Linked DNA regions of Mus musculus: regions 1 and 3 are each linked to region 2. Evidence: chromatin contacts called from public HiChIP or PLAC-seq and promoter capture Hi-C data. All regions are on one chromosome and are shown on one strand. The core of a region is the stretch at or near the end of the contact, and the rest is flanking DNA. Distances in the headings are between cores, read along the strand shown.

Region 1 (4,066 bases), core at 433-2,932, 65 kb after region 2:
AGAGGCCACACTGATCTTAGAGCGCCCCTGAGAGTGGGGGCCCAAAGGCACACAGCTTTCAGAAGATACAGAGGGCAGGATTTGGCTCTGAGAGGTCACAGGTACCATAGATAAACTGTCAGGGATCACCAAGAGATGGCTCTGGCTTTCTTCTCGTTCCAGAGGGTAGATCTTAGAGGCCACACTGATCTTAGAGCGCCCCTGAGAGTGAGGGCCCAAAGGCACACAGCTTTCAGAAGATACAGAGGGCAGGATTTGGCTTTGAGAGGTCACAGGTACCATAGATAAACTGTCAGGGATCACCAAGAAGTGGCTCTGGCTTTCTTCTCGTTCCAGAGGGTAGATCTGAGTGGCCACACTGATCTTAGAGCGCCCCTGAGAGTGAGGGCCCAAAGGCACACAGCTTTCAGAAGATACAGAGGGCAGGATTTGGCTCTGAGAGGTCACAGGTACCATAGATAAACTGTCAGGGATCACCAAGAGATGGCTCTGGCTTTCTTCTCGTTCCAGAGGGTAGATCTTAGAGGCCACACTGATCTTAGAGCGCCCCTGAGAGTGAGGGCCCAAAGGCACACAGCTTTCAGAAGATACAGAGGGCAGGATTTGGCTCTGAGAGGTCACAGGTACCATAGATAAACTGTCAGGGATCACCAAGAAGTGGCTCTGGCTTTCTTCTCGTTCCAGAGGGTAGATCTGAGTGGCCACACTGATCTTAGAGCGCCCCTGAGAGTGAGGGCCCAAAGGCACACAGCTTTCAGAAGATACAGAGGGCAGGATTTGGCTTTGAGAGGTCACGGGTACCATAGATAAACTGTCAGGGATCACCAAGAGGTGGCTCTGACTTTCTTCTCGTTCCAGAGGGTAGATCTGAGAGGCCACACTGATTTTAGAGTGCTCCTGAGAGTGAGAGTCCAAATACACATGGCTGTCAGAGGACATTGCCATCTGAGAATTGCTGTCAGACGCCAAAGGGTAGGTCTGCGAAGTCACTGAAAAGACAGGTTGACTCCTAGAAGTACAAATGGAAAGACCGGTGTGGACAATGCCCAGAGGCAGGCTCTTAGAGGTCTGGACTCTGCTAAACTGATTCAGAACAGCCTCAGGCTTCGCTGAACGGAACAACGCTCTGCCACCCGAGGTTCTGGCGTCGCAGTTCCTTTCTAGCTGCCCCGGGTCCGTAGAGCTGATGCTACTGATCCGCTGGACGACCCGCGGGTGGAGTCGCCGCCGCCGTCGCCGGCGAATCCGCTGAAAGGTGTCGGAGACGCTCCTAAGGGTCAGCGAGAAGCGACGGCTGCCGCTACGGTGCACCCCGCTCTCGCGGGGCGAAGTCCCCCTCAAGGGGTCTTCCGGGAGCGCCTCTATGTTGCCGGTGTACCAGGAGATCCACCACAGGAGACTGACGAAGATGATGATGGAACCCAAATAGAGCAGCATGTCGTAGAACAGCAAGTTGGCGAAGACGCCAGTGAACAGCACTGCCACACCCACCGCGTCGAAGGCGACGCCCAGCCAAAAAAAGTGACTGCAGCGACCCAAGGGCCCGGACTGCATCTCCGCCAAGTCTGTGTTCTTTTGCGGAAGCTCCGAGAGGCTCAACATCTTCCACGCAAACCCCGCCAGAGGACACCAGGCCCAGGGCGCTGCCACAGGCGGGCTTTAGACACTCTCCATGGCAACGCAAGGGGCGGGGCGGGAAGCGGCATTCTGCTCCACACCAGGAAACTGGAGCGGGCCAAGGGAGCTGCGCGTGCGCACGACGACCTGCTGAACCTTCTGCGTTTGCGCCCAGTGCTAGCCCGGGCAGCTTTTCTCAGTCTGGGATCCTTAGGTGTATCAAGAAGTAGAATTTATGGGTAGGGGAGTGGGGGTGGGTGGGTATGGGGGACTTTTGGTATAGCATTGGAAATGTAAATGAGCTAAATACCTAATAAAAAATGGAAAAAAAAAAAAAAAAGAAGTAGAATTTATGACAATGAAACTAGCGGTACCTGGGGCGAGAATCTTCTTGGCCTCAGGTGCAGTTAGCATCTAGTGTTGTTAGGTCTGTACTCCCATCTTCTCTGGTGACTGTTGATAAACTTGCCCAAGGACCTAATAGACCCCATCGCGTGTCCGTCCGTCCGTCCCCCCCCCCACCCCACCCCCCCACCCCCCCACCCCCCCCACCCCCGCCAACCAACCATGTATTGTAGAGGCTGGGAGGGAGAGGGTAGGATGAAAGGAGAAAAAGGTTGACCTTTATGTGTGTGTTTGATGGATTTTAAAACATTTGGTACATTTTAAATAGATTTAGGCCTGTAGTTCAGGCCACATTTACTTAGGCCTATAGGCACACGCCACTATACTTGGAGAAAACTACTCTTAAGCATTTTCAAACGTATAGATAGAAAATTATAAAGGAATAAAGAATGATAGGTTGTCCCTACTTGGCCTGAGCATTCAAGCAATACAAATTGGAATCAGAGGGTTATTAAAGTGTTTTTTTTAAAAGATTTATTTATTTATTATATACACTGTTGCTGTCTTCCGACATTCCAGAAGAGGGTGTCAGATCTTGTTACATATGGTTTGTGAGCCACCATGTGGTTGCTGGGATTTGAACTCAGGACCTTTGGAAAAGCAGTCAGTGCTCTTAACCGCTGAGCCATCTCACCAGCCCCTATTAAAATGTTTTTAAAAAGGTCAGACATGATAGTGCAGGACTTTAGTCCTAGCACTCAACAAGCAGAAGCAAGCAGATCTCTGAGTTGGAAGTCAGCCTGTCCTAACTTGAGAATTCCAGGCCAACCAGGACTATACTGTGAGACCCTGTGTCAAAATGAATGGATGAAAATAAAAAGACCTGAAGGTGTGTCCAGGAAGTTGGAAGTGGATATAATCAAGAAATCTATGTATAAAATTGTCAAAGAATAAAAAGTTAATAAAGTATAAAGATAATTAGAGAAAACAATATGGCAAATGTTCATAATTATAGAATATAGATGAAATAAGTATAGGTGTTCATTATTCAGTTCTTTCCTGTGTTCTTTAGGCTTGACATTTTTCAAAATAGTTGCAGAATTTTATTTTGTAATTTAAATTTTAAGTTATAAACTTATAAACATGAGTAGCAGGTGGGGATGATGGCTCAGTAGCTAAAGACTTGACAGCCTGAGTCCAGTCGCCAGGAGCCACGTGATGGTGAGAGAGAACTGACTTCTGCACATTGCTGTCTGACCTCCAGATGAAAAGAAATAAATCTCTCCCCTTTGGCTGCAGGAGTGTTCAAGGCTGGCAACCAGAATTATCTGCCTAATGATAAAGGGTGCAGCACCATGCCATACGTAGACCGCAAGGTGATAAGCTGGAGTTATCCTTCGTCAGATCCTTTGAAATTAGCCCAGTTTAGCCTGAGGCAAGTCTCTATACTGGAATTAGGAAGGCTTAAATTTGAGTTTCTGACCTGAGTTGAGATCTTTAACCTCCCTTAGCTTTGATCTCCTCTTCTGTAAATGAGAGAACAGGTGCCTATAAGGAGGCTGTGACATGGCCAGTAGATGATGCTATACTGAGAAGTACTAACAGTTGCTCACTGCCAGAGTCTCTCAAGCCATTTCCATTTAGGATCCCTTTATGTGTGAGAAATTGTTACATCACTGTAGGTATATAAACACACACACACACACACATATATATACAATTATATATATGTATATATATATATGTATATATATATATATAAAATCAGGTATACAAGTCAAACACACTCATACATTTATTTAAAAACAAGGGTTTTATTATTACTGTTTTGAGCCGGGCCTGGTGGCGCACGCCTTTAATCCCAGCACTTGGGAGACGGAGGCAGGCGGATTTCTGAGTTCGAGGCCAGCCTTAAACTATTATTACTGTTTTGTTTTGAGATAGCTTCACTGTAGCACAGTTTCGCCTTGAATTCACCATGTGACTGAGGATGACATGATCCTCCGGTCTCTACTTCCAAAGTGCTCAAATTATGGACATAGCCATCATGCCCTGCTATTTAAACAATGCTTTGGTATACATATAATTTTACCATTCATTAGAC
Region 2 (4,071 bases), core at 1,249-3,748:
GAGGAATAAGCCAGCCATGGTAGTTTATAGTTTACACTTGCAATCCTAGAACTTACAAGGCTGAGGCATACATGAGTGTGTGGAAGGCCAGCCTGGGCTATAGAGTGAAACTGTATCAGAAAAACCAAACCAAACTAAACAAGACAATATATAGTATGCTGTCATTCAAAAAGTAGATCATGAGTGGAGAGGGGAACTGCAGTCAGGATGTAATAATATATAAGAGAATAAATAAGAGAATAATTTTCTTATAACTTTTTTTTTCTTTTTGGTTTTTCCAGACAGGGTTTCTCTGTATAGCCCTGGCTGTCCTGGAACTCACTTTGCAGACCAGGCTGGCCTCAAACTTCAGAAATCCGCCTGCCTCTTCCTCCTGAGTGCTGAAATTAAAGGCGTGCGCCACCACGCCCAGCTGAGAATAATTTTTTTTAATGTATCATGATGGGCACATTGGATAATAACTCTAATCACAGTATCACTGAAGTAAGAGGTCTCAAGGCATTCACGGTCAGCTTGTCTCTCTGAAATAGAAAAGGAGGACAGGGCTCACACAGAGAGGATGCTGCAGTAGTTAAAACTGCTGTGGGAAACCTACCAGAAGTGGGGTCCCAGCACTCACAAGCCAAGACTCCCACACATGACTGTAACCCCAACTCTGAGGTGCGTGAGGCAAGAGGATGGCTAGGGCTTGCTCCATCCCAGCCTAGCTAAGACACATATTCAGGGAGAGACCGTGACTCAAAGGAATTACACACAGTGGAGAGACAGGTGCTTGATGCCACCTTCTGGCCTCCCTGTGCACACACATACACACTCACCTATGTGCGCATACATTCACACAGATAAGTACAGAAAGATCAGCATGTGCTAGTGCACATCTTTAACGCCAGCATGTGGGATGAAGGAGAGAGAAGAGCTCTTAGAGCCAGACGCCAGCCTACAGTGAGACTCCAGAGCAACACAGACCCTATCCCAAATCTTTTTAAACAGAAGATTGCCTAGCATATAAATAAAGTAGGGGAGGCAGAGGCAGGTAGATCTCAGAGTTTGAGGCCAGAATGGTCTACGGAACAAGTTCAGGACAGCCAAGGCTCCACAGAGAAATCCTGTCTCAAAAACAAAATTGAACCAAAACTTAGAAGAATGGTTGTGACCAAGGACCTGATTTTCTACTTTCCTCTACGGAGCCTTCACATCATCCCCTAAGGCAAGTGGGCCTGAAGTCCTCACTCCAACTGTTCCCCTGGCCTCTATGTGCAGCCCTCTTTGCCCTCCTCACTGGGGGCCTCCTTGGCCCCACTTCCCTGCTCTTGAAAACCAACTCTCCACTCTGCATCCTTTCTGGGCTGCGTCTCCCTAAATAAACCAAACCCTTGCTTCCGGAGACACCACCCTACATCACCTCGTCTCTGCCTCATGTAATGTGCTGCGTGGCCACTAAAACTACAAGTTTCAGACACAGGAGAGAGGCTCCTAAATCCTTGAAGTGCTGGAACTTTTCTTGTGTTATTTCTGGCTTCATCGACACAGTGTACAGTGCCTAGCCCGATTTGTAGGAGCCAGTATTAGGATCAGGCTGTCTTGAAATTCAAATTAACAGTCAGTCTCCCTGTCCCGTAGTTCTCAGGGGTCATTCTGCCCATTCACTTACCCAACAAATATTCGGTTAGCACAATGCCATCTGCTTTCAGGAAGCATTTGCTCCAGGAAGCAGATCCAGGGGAAGACAAAGCAAGTAAGCAGACAGAACCACAAACTCCACAGAGACGCAGTGCTTCACCTCTCAGAGGGAACGTGGGCATCTTTCCTTCAAGGCTATAACTGATTAGGAAACAGGTCCCGTCCTAGACTGTACTATGTGAGATCCATGGACGGGCTGAGTCCAAATTAGTATGTGGGATACTTGGTCATCACTGCCTTCACTATGAGCCCTCTTTCAGAAGTCCCCACAAGGAAAGAACAAGACTCCATCAGGGAGCAGTCCTCCCGGACCCAGCAACTTCCAAACGAATCCCTTATTTCTAGCTAAAAAATAATCCGCGCCCCTCTACGCCCTGGGGGGCAGGAATGAGCGCGCAAAGAACTGGGACCCCCGCCCACACCTTTCTGCAGCTGGGTAATGCGGGGATCCGCACGAGCGCCCCGACTTGCAGAGCCCGCCGAGTGTCCTCGCGCTGTGTACGCGCTGTGCGACCTTCCGTAAGTCACCTTAACCTCTCTGGGCCTCGTCTCACCAGGTCCCTAGTGAAAGCGCGTCGGCGGCCGGGCTGCGGAGTTCCCATCCGCCCCGAAAGCCCGGGTAGGTCGCTCACCTCCAGAGGCGGGTGCGCCCGGACCAGCTCCACAGCGGACCGTGGCAGACGGACGCGCTGCCCATCCACCAGCAGTGGCATCGTCTAGGCCGCCGCCAGGCCGAGTTAGGTGGCCACCGCCCCGCCCCGCCCCGCTCCGCTTCGCCCCGCCTCGGGGCATGCCACGCCCACCGTGGGCGCCGCGCCCACCGCGGACTCGGCCCGGATGTGTAGTCCAGGCGGACGTGGAGCAGCCCGAAGAGATCGAGGAGACGGAATAGCCCTTGGGCTGCAAGGCATCACGGGAGATGTAGTCCAAACTTTGTCGGCGTCCACTCACTACCCGTGTCCCTCCTGGCTGGTGCCAGCAGCTGTAGTCGCAGAGACTTGAGCATTAAGGACGCGGAAAGGAGAACCTCGAGGGTAGCCTCGCGCTTTGCGTCACCCAGCCCTGACCCCTGCCTCGGCCGAGTTGATTCGCAAAAGTTTATTCAGTCAACGTCCCTTTCAGCTGGCAGACGTAGTGCAGAAGGCGTGGGGAACCCGAGAATTGCGGCCCCAGCTAGCACCGCGGGGGCGTAAGCGCGGAAGAAACAGGGTCCTCACATATACCTGCTTTTGTTATATAACTCCTCCCCCTCACCCCCCACCCCCCAGTTATCCCGGATTGGTTAATGAAGGTGCCTACAGCCTGCAGCTGGGCAGAAGAGAAGTAGGAGGGGCTTGGGGTCTGACGCAGGGACCACAGGGAAGGAGAGCGGGAGTTTCTATTGGTGTACAATTCCACCAGGCTCAGGCCAAGAGCTACCCAGCAACAGCTTGTGTCATTGCCCGCTGCCCGCCAGGTGCAAGGCAAGTGTGACAGCAGCACCAGCATACAGAGGAGTCACTACCCCAGTTCTTTCACTCTCTATTCCCATGTGTTCTCAGGCAGCCTCTCTTCCCTCTCTTTGTCCTCCGCTTCTGCCCCTTTCTATATCCCTATTCATTTCATCTTTATATTTGATCTGTCTCAAGGTGTGATTCCTCAGGGGGATACCTTGACATGGGCCCGCCCACCGCATTATCCCGGAGCTTTATATTTCATAAGTTTCAGATAGGCTAGGAGGATGAACTGGAGCAATGAGGAAAGAGTCTGGAGCAAGATCATGAAAACACACGAAGCCCAAAGAACCTGACGATAAGAATTGGGGTCATGGGTGGGAGGTAGCCAGATTATCTTAAGAGGTTAACAGATCATTTAACTCCTCAGCTATTGAGGAGCTGCTTGGAATAAATCTTGTTTTCTCCGCGTGGTTAATGTTATGGAGACTAGCATGAGATAAAGAAATACAGTCGGGCAGTGGTGGAGTGGTGGCGCATGCCTTTAATCCCAGCACTTGGGAGGGAGAGAGGAGAGAGGAGAGAGAGAGGGGAGAGGGGAGAGGGGAGAGGGGAGAGGGGAGAGGGGAGAGGGAGAGGGAGGGAGAGGGAGAGGGAGAGAGAGAGGGAGGGAGAGAGAGAGAGAGAGAGAGAGAGAGAGAGAGAGAGAGAGAGAGGGAGAGAGAAATCCGGTTGCCAGATAAATCCGGTTTGAGGCCCTTATTTCTGCTGGTTTGGATCCTACCCATCATTATTTAGGCTTTAGTCTCATTCTGTGGTCTGACAAGTTTTTTTAGGTCTCATTGAGATCTCTTCTGGAGACAAGTTCCCCTTCAGAATGGTGCCATTGCCTTCTTCCAGCAGGAGATTCCTAGAGAAATTCACATTTCTTTGATTTTCTTTTATCTCCTTAATATTT
Region 3 (4,043 bases), core at 933-3,432, 64 kb before region 2:
ATGCTTGCATTTATGACTCCTGATCTCTTTCCTAGGTTTTCTATTTCCAGGGTTGTCTCCCTTTGTGATTTCTTTATTGTTTCTATTTCCATTTTTTGATCTTGAATGGTTTTTGTTCAATTCCTTCGCCTGTTTGATTGTGTTTTTCTGTAATTCTTTAAGGGATTTTTGTGTTTCCTCTTTAAGGGCTTCTAGCTGTTTACCTGTGTTCTCCTGTATTTCTTTAAGGGAGTTATTTATGACCTTCTTAAAGTCCTCTATCATCATGATGAGAAGTGACTTTAGATCCGAATCTTGCTTTTCCAGTGTGATGGTGTATCCAGGACTTGCTATGGTGGGAGAATTGGGTTCTGATGATGCCAAGTAATCTTGGTTTCTGTTGCTTAAGTTCTTAAGTTGCCTCTCATCATCTGATTATCTCTAGTGCTACCTGCCTTCGCTGTGTCTGACTAGAGCCTGTCCTTCCTGTGATCTTGATTATGTCAGAACTCCTCAGAGTTCAGCTGTCTCTGTGATCCTGAGATCCTGGGTGTGTCAGAGTTCCTGGGAGTCAAGCTGCCTCTGGGACCCTGAGGTCCTGGTGTGACCATGCTCCTGGGATCTTGGGATCCTGGGATCCTGGGCGTGTTAGAGCACCTGGGAGTGGAGCTTCCTCTGGGTGTTATGGTGTTGGTCCAGACAGACTGGAAAGAACCTGTGCCACTGGTCCAGTGGAGTTCCTGAGTGCCTGGGTCAGGCTGTGATCCTGGGAGTGTTAAAGCGCCTGGGAGTAGATCTTTCTCTGGGTGTTGTGGGACTAGCTTCAGAGTTCGAACCCAAGGTCTGCTCAGGGCACTGGCCCAGACTGGAAGCTATTTAAATACTTCTTAGTGTAGGTTCAATCCCATAGGGAACCAACTGATAAAGCAGCTGTTTGAAGTGGTTGTTTTTTTTTTTTTTTTATTCTTTTCTTGAAACTCTCAAGTGTATTTGGGATCTAAGGAAATGAAATAAATGGGTTTGAAATCTTCCATCAGTCACTGATTGTTCTAGGTAAAGTCACGTGTTCGCATGTTCATATGTTAGAAACTTTATTGGTTAAAACATACAGTCAACTTTTCCTTTCCTTTAAACCAGAAGAACAGAGGAGGAAAATGGAAAGAAGCCAGTATCTGAGGATATTCCAGGGCCACTCCAAGGCAGGTAGGTGCCAGTGAGAACCAGTACCTTTAGTTAGGGTATAAATGTTTCTTAACCCAAAAATTTACAGTTACTTTCTTATAAGTTTATTCTGAATGAGTACCAAGTTAATTGAAGTAGTTACTCAGTAGAGTACTAGAGAACTGGCTGGTAGGTGATAGTGGGGAACTTACTAGTTTCTTTCTCTCCCAGAACTTTTGTTGTTAGCTTACCTTCAACTGGTAGCAGTTGTCTGGCCTTATTCTTCTGAGTTTTCGATTACAGACATGTCCCACCATACCTGGTCTCCTTTCAGAACTATAACCCGTGATCAAAAGCCATTAGTGAATTCATAATTCTAACGGGATAGCAAAGTAGATCATTCTTGAAACCTGTAATCTCTCCTGTAGACTGAGTTTTATTGTAAGAAATATTTTAGTTTGGTACAGTTTATAATTTTTATAATACAGTAAATGAGTAGGGCACAGTGGTGTATGCATTTAATCCCAGCACCCAGGAGACAGAGACAGGCAGAACTCATGAGTTGAAAGCCAGCCTTGTCTACATTGGGAGTTTCAAGAAAGCTAGGATTACATAGAGATTCCCTGTTTCAAAAAAAAAAAGAAAAAAAAAAAAAAAAGAAAAAGGAAGAAAGAAAGGAGAGGGAGAGAAAAGAAAAACAACAAGAGCAAACAAACAACAAAAATAATATAGTAAATGAAAGGAAAATGTCAGCTTTAATCATTGCTGGAATGATTAATTTGTTTGAGGCTAAAGCAAATTTATCAATTAGTGAAAAAGAAATAGCTGGCTGTCATTTTCACAGAAAGTTAGTAGACAGTCTATAATTAAAGTCCTAGCTCAACTTCCTTGAGGCAAACAATTTTTCTTTTATAACCAGGAAACTACACTTAGGTTAACAGTACAACTCCCTTAAATTGTTCTTTGACCTGAATATAAGCTGTACAAGAAAAGCATTGAGGAAGTATCACACCATAAAGTAAATATCAAGCCTAGCACACCCAGGTACGAATGCTTTGTGTCCTTCCTGCTTGCAGCATGAATCCTGCTGATTTGAAATCCTGTAGTACTTTCTAACCACTCAGAACAGGAAGCAGATCCTGTCTTCTGTTCCAGCTGTAACTGGACAAGGACTTGTTTATTCTCCTAATTACACAAAAGTATCTCAATCTCCCGAGAAGAGCTGAAAGTGTTTAACAGCACGTTAAACACTTTTTAGCAGTGTTCAGGAGTGTTTATATTTAATCACACTAATGTCTAGCATATGAGGCTAGGAAGTGCTTTACAGGCACAAACTATCTCCACCCTGTTCTGTAATGCATGGGCTCTGGCACTTTGGGTCTCTAACTCAGATCACAAGGAGAGTAGCAAAGTTGCTTCAGCTTTTTCCCCTGCCTTTTCCTCTTTCAGTGTTAAAGGATCAGAACACTTCATGTGCAGGTTAGCACCTTTTCAGAGATGAGTTTGGAGCATTATTTTGATCGTGTTTCTTTTTTTTTTTTACTACTATTTTTGTGGTCCTAGAGATTGAACTTAGAGTTCATACATGTTAGACAAGCTCTCTACTACTCCCCACTGTATTCCTTCAATGCTTCTGTTCTTTTTATCAGGGTTTGTTTGTTTGTTTGTTTGAGACAGGGTTTCTCTGGATACCTCTGGCTGTCCAGGCCTCGAACTCAGAGATCCACCTGTCTCTGCTTCCTGAGTGCTGGGATTAAAAACTGTGTGCCACCACCACTGGCCACTCACTTTCTTATTAGTAGAATATTTTTACATTTTATGCACCACATATTGCCTTGCCACTTCATACTGTTTTAGTCAGTGACATTTTCCTTCTGTATATAATGAACAGTTAACAGCATATCTTGTATAGAAGTCAAGCAGTCTATCCTCTAAGCAAGTCTCAAATTTTCCAACTTGGGATACCATTTAAAATGTATATCACGAAAATGTCTAATAAAAGTAAATAAATAAATTTTTAGAAAAAGAGTTGGAGCCGGGCGTGGTGGCGCACGCCTTTAATCCCAGCACTCGGGAGGCAGAAGCAGGTGGATTTCTGAGCTCGAGGCCAGCCTGGTCTACAGAGTGAGTTCCAGGATCAGCCAGGACTATACAGAGAAACCCTGTCTCGAAAAAGAGTTGGAAAGAAATTACATGTTTAAGGCTATTGTTTCAATTGGACAAGATTCCCCAGGAAGAAAATAAGATTGATATACCTGTGTCGTCAGGGTTTTTGTTGGTTTTATAACCTTTTAGCATTCTTAAGAAGACTGGCTCTTAAAATATAACTTGTTAAAAATTCTCTCCTCTTCAAGAATGAAATGATCTATTATAGAAATATGGCTAGAGCAATATTGGAAATACTTTCAAAAATCAAATAAATTTGGATCAAAGAATCATAAGTAAAGTTATATAATTTGAAGGTTTTTAAAAATATATAACCTGTTTCTAAATATTCGTTGTCTTTTAAGCAAGCTACCAAATGTTTAAAAAGAAAAAACAACAATAAGAAAAAAAAATCCCTTCAAGTTAATTTGAATGAGAGAACTGGTTGGAGAAGGGGAGGGGGCTGTGTGTTCTTTGTACCCACCTACCCTTTTTGTTCTGCAGTGGACAAGATATGGTGAGCATCCTCCAGTTAGTTCAAAATCTGATGCATGGAGATGAAGATGAGGAGCCCCAGAGCACCCGGTAATGAAGGAATGCTGGCAACTTGCCTTTGAAAGTCTGTTCTTGGCAGGGTGGTGATGGTTCATGCTTTTAATCCTAGGACTCAGAAAGCAGAGGCAGGTGGATTTCTGTGAGTTTGAGGCAAACCTGGTCTACAGAGCAAGTTCCAGGACAGCCAAAGCTACAGAGAGAAA

Evidence for each region. HiChIP or PLAC-seq counts read pairs in DNA pulled down with a chosen protein or histone mark. Capture Hi-C pulls out chosen DNA fragments and counts their contacts.
Region 1: a promoter capture Hi-C map of liver shows a contact between it and region 2. The contact joins the promoter of A930007A09Rik here to the promoter of Ntan1 in region 2. A contact is called at or near these places in 4 of 39 promoter capture datasets (embryonic stem cells, fetal liver, frontonasal cranial neural crest and 1 more), 10 of 484 Hi-C or Micro-C datasets (CD4 T cells, CD8 T cells, bone marrow-derived macrophages and 6 more), 9 of 115 datasets of contacts at active chromatin or transcription factors (the SCID.adh cell line, effector CD8 T cells, embryonic stem cells and 3 more) and 3 of 9 other capture datasets (adipose tissue, liver and pancreatic islet).
Region 3: a contact with region 2 is called in an H3K4me3 HiChIP or PLAC-seq map of intestinal villus epithelium, with 11 read pairs. The contact joins the enhancer-like site here to the promoter of Ntan1 in region 2. A contact is called at or near these places in 1 of 39 promoter capture datasets (liver), 2 of 15 datasets of contacts at CTCF or cohesin (CD8 T cells and the NIH/3T3 cell line), 8 of 484 Hi-C or Micro-C datasets (the CH12 cell line, DN3 thymocytes, Sertoli cells and 5 more), 10 of 115 datasets of contacts at active chromatin or transcription factors (the SCID.adh cell line, bone marrow-derived macrophages, embryonic stem cells and 5 more) and 3 of 9 other capture datasets (adipose tissue, liver and pancreatic islet).

Annotation. Positions count from the first base shown.
Region 1 is chr16:13,752,180-13,756,245 of GRCm38.p6, reverse strand. It overlaps A930007A09Rik (RIKEN cDNA A930007A09 gene), which reads right to left and starts at 1,682. Exons shown (of 1, transcript NM_001357954.1): 1 at 1-1,682. The coding sequence starts at 1,602.
Region 2 is chr16:13,817,678-13,821,748 of GRCm38.p6, reverse strand. Ntan1 (N-terminal Asn amidase) reads right to left here and starts at 2,498. Exons shown (of 10, transcript NM_010946.4): 1 at 2,313-2,498. The coding sequence starts at 2,393.
Region 3 is chr16:13,881,705-13,885,747 of GRCm38.p6, reverse strand. It overlaps Pdxdc1 (pyridoxal-dependent decarboxylase domain containing 1), which reads left to right. Exons shown (of 23, transcript NM_053181.3): 3 at 1,117-1,182; 4 at 3,790-3,870. Among named protein-coding and RNA genes, the nearest start is that of Pdxdc1, 19 kb to the left of the region's middle. Within about 2 kb of position 2,182, at least 33 of the 459 cell types and tissues checked have an H3K27ac peak or open chromatin away from gene starts, as enhancers often do. A contact at or near this core is called in intestinal villus epithelium and pancreatic cancer cells, where this site is marked.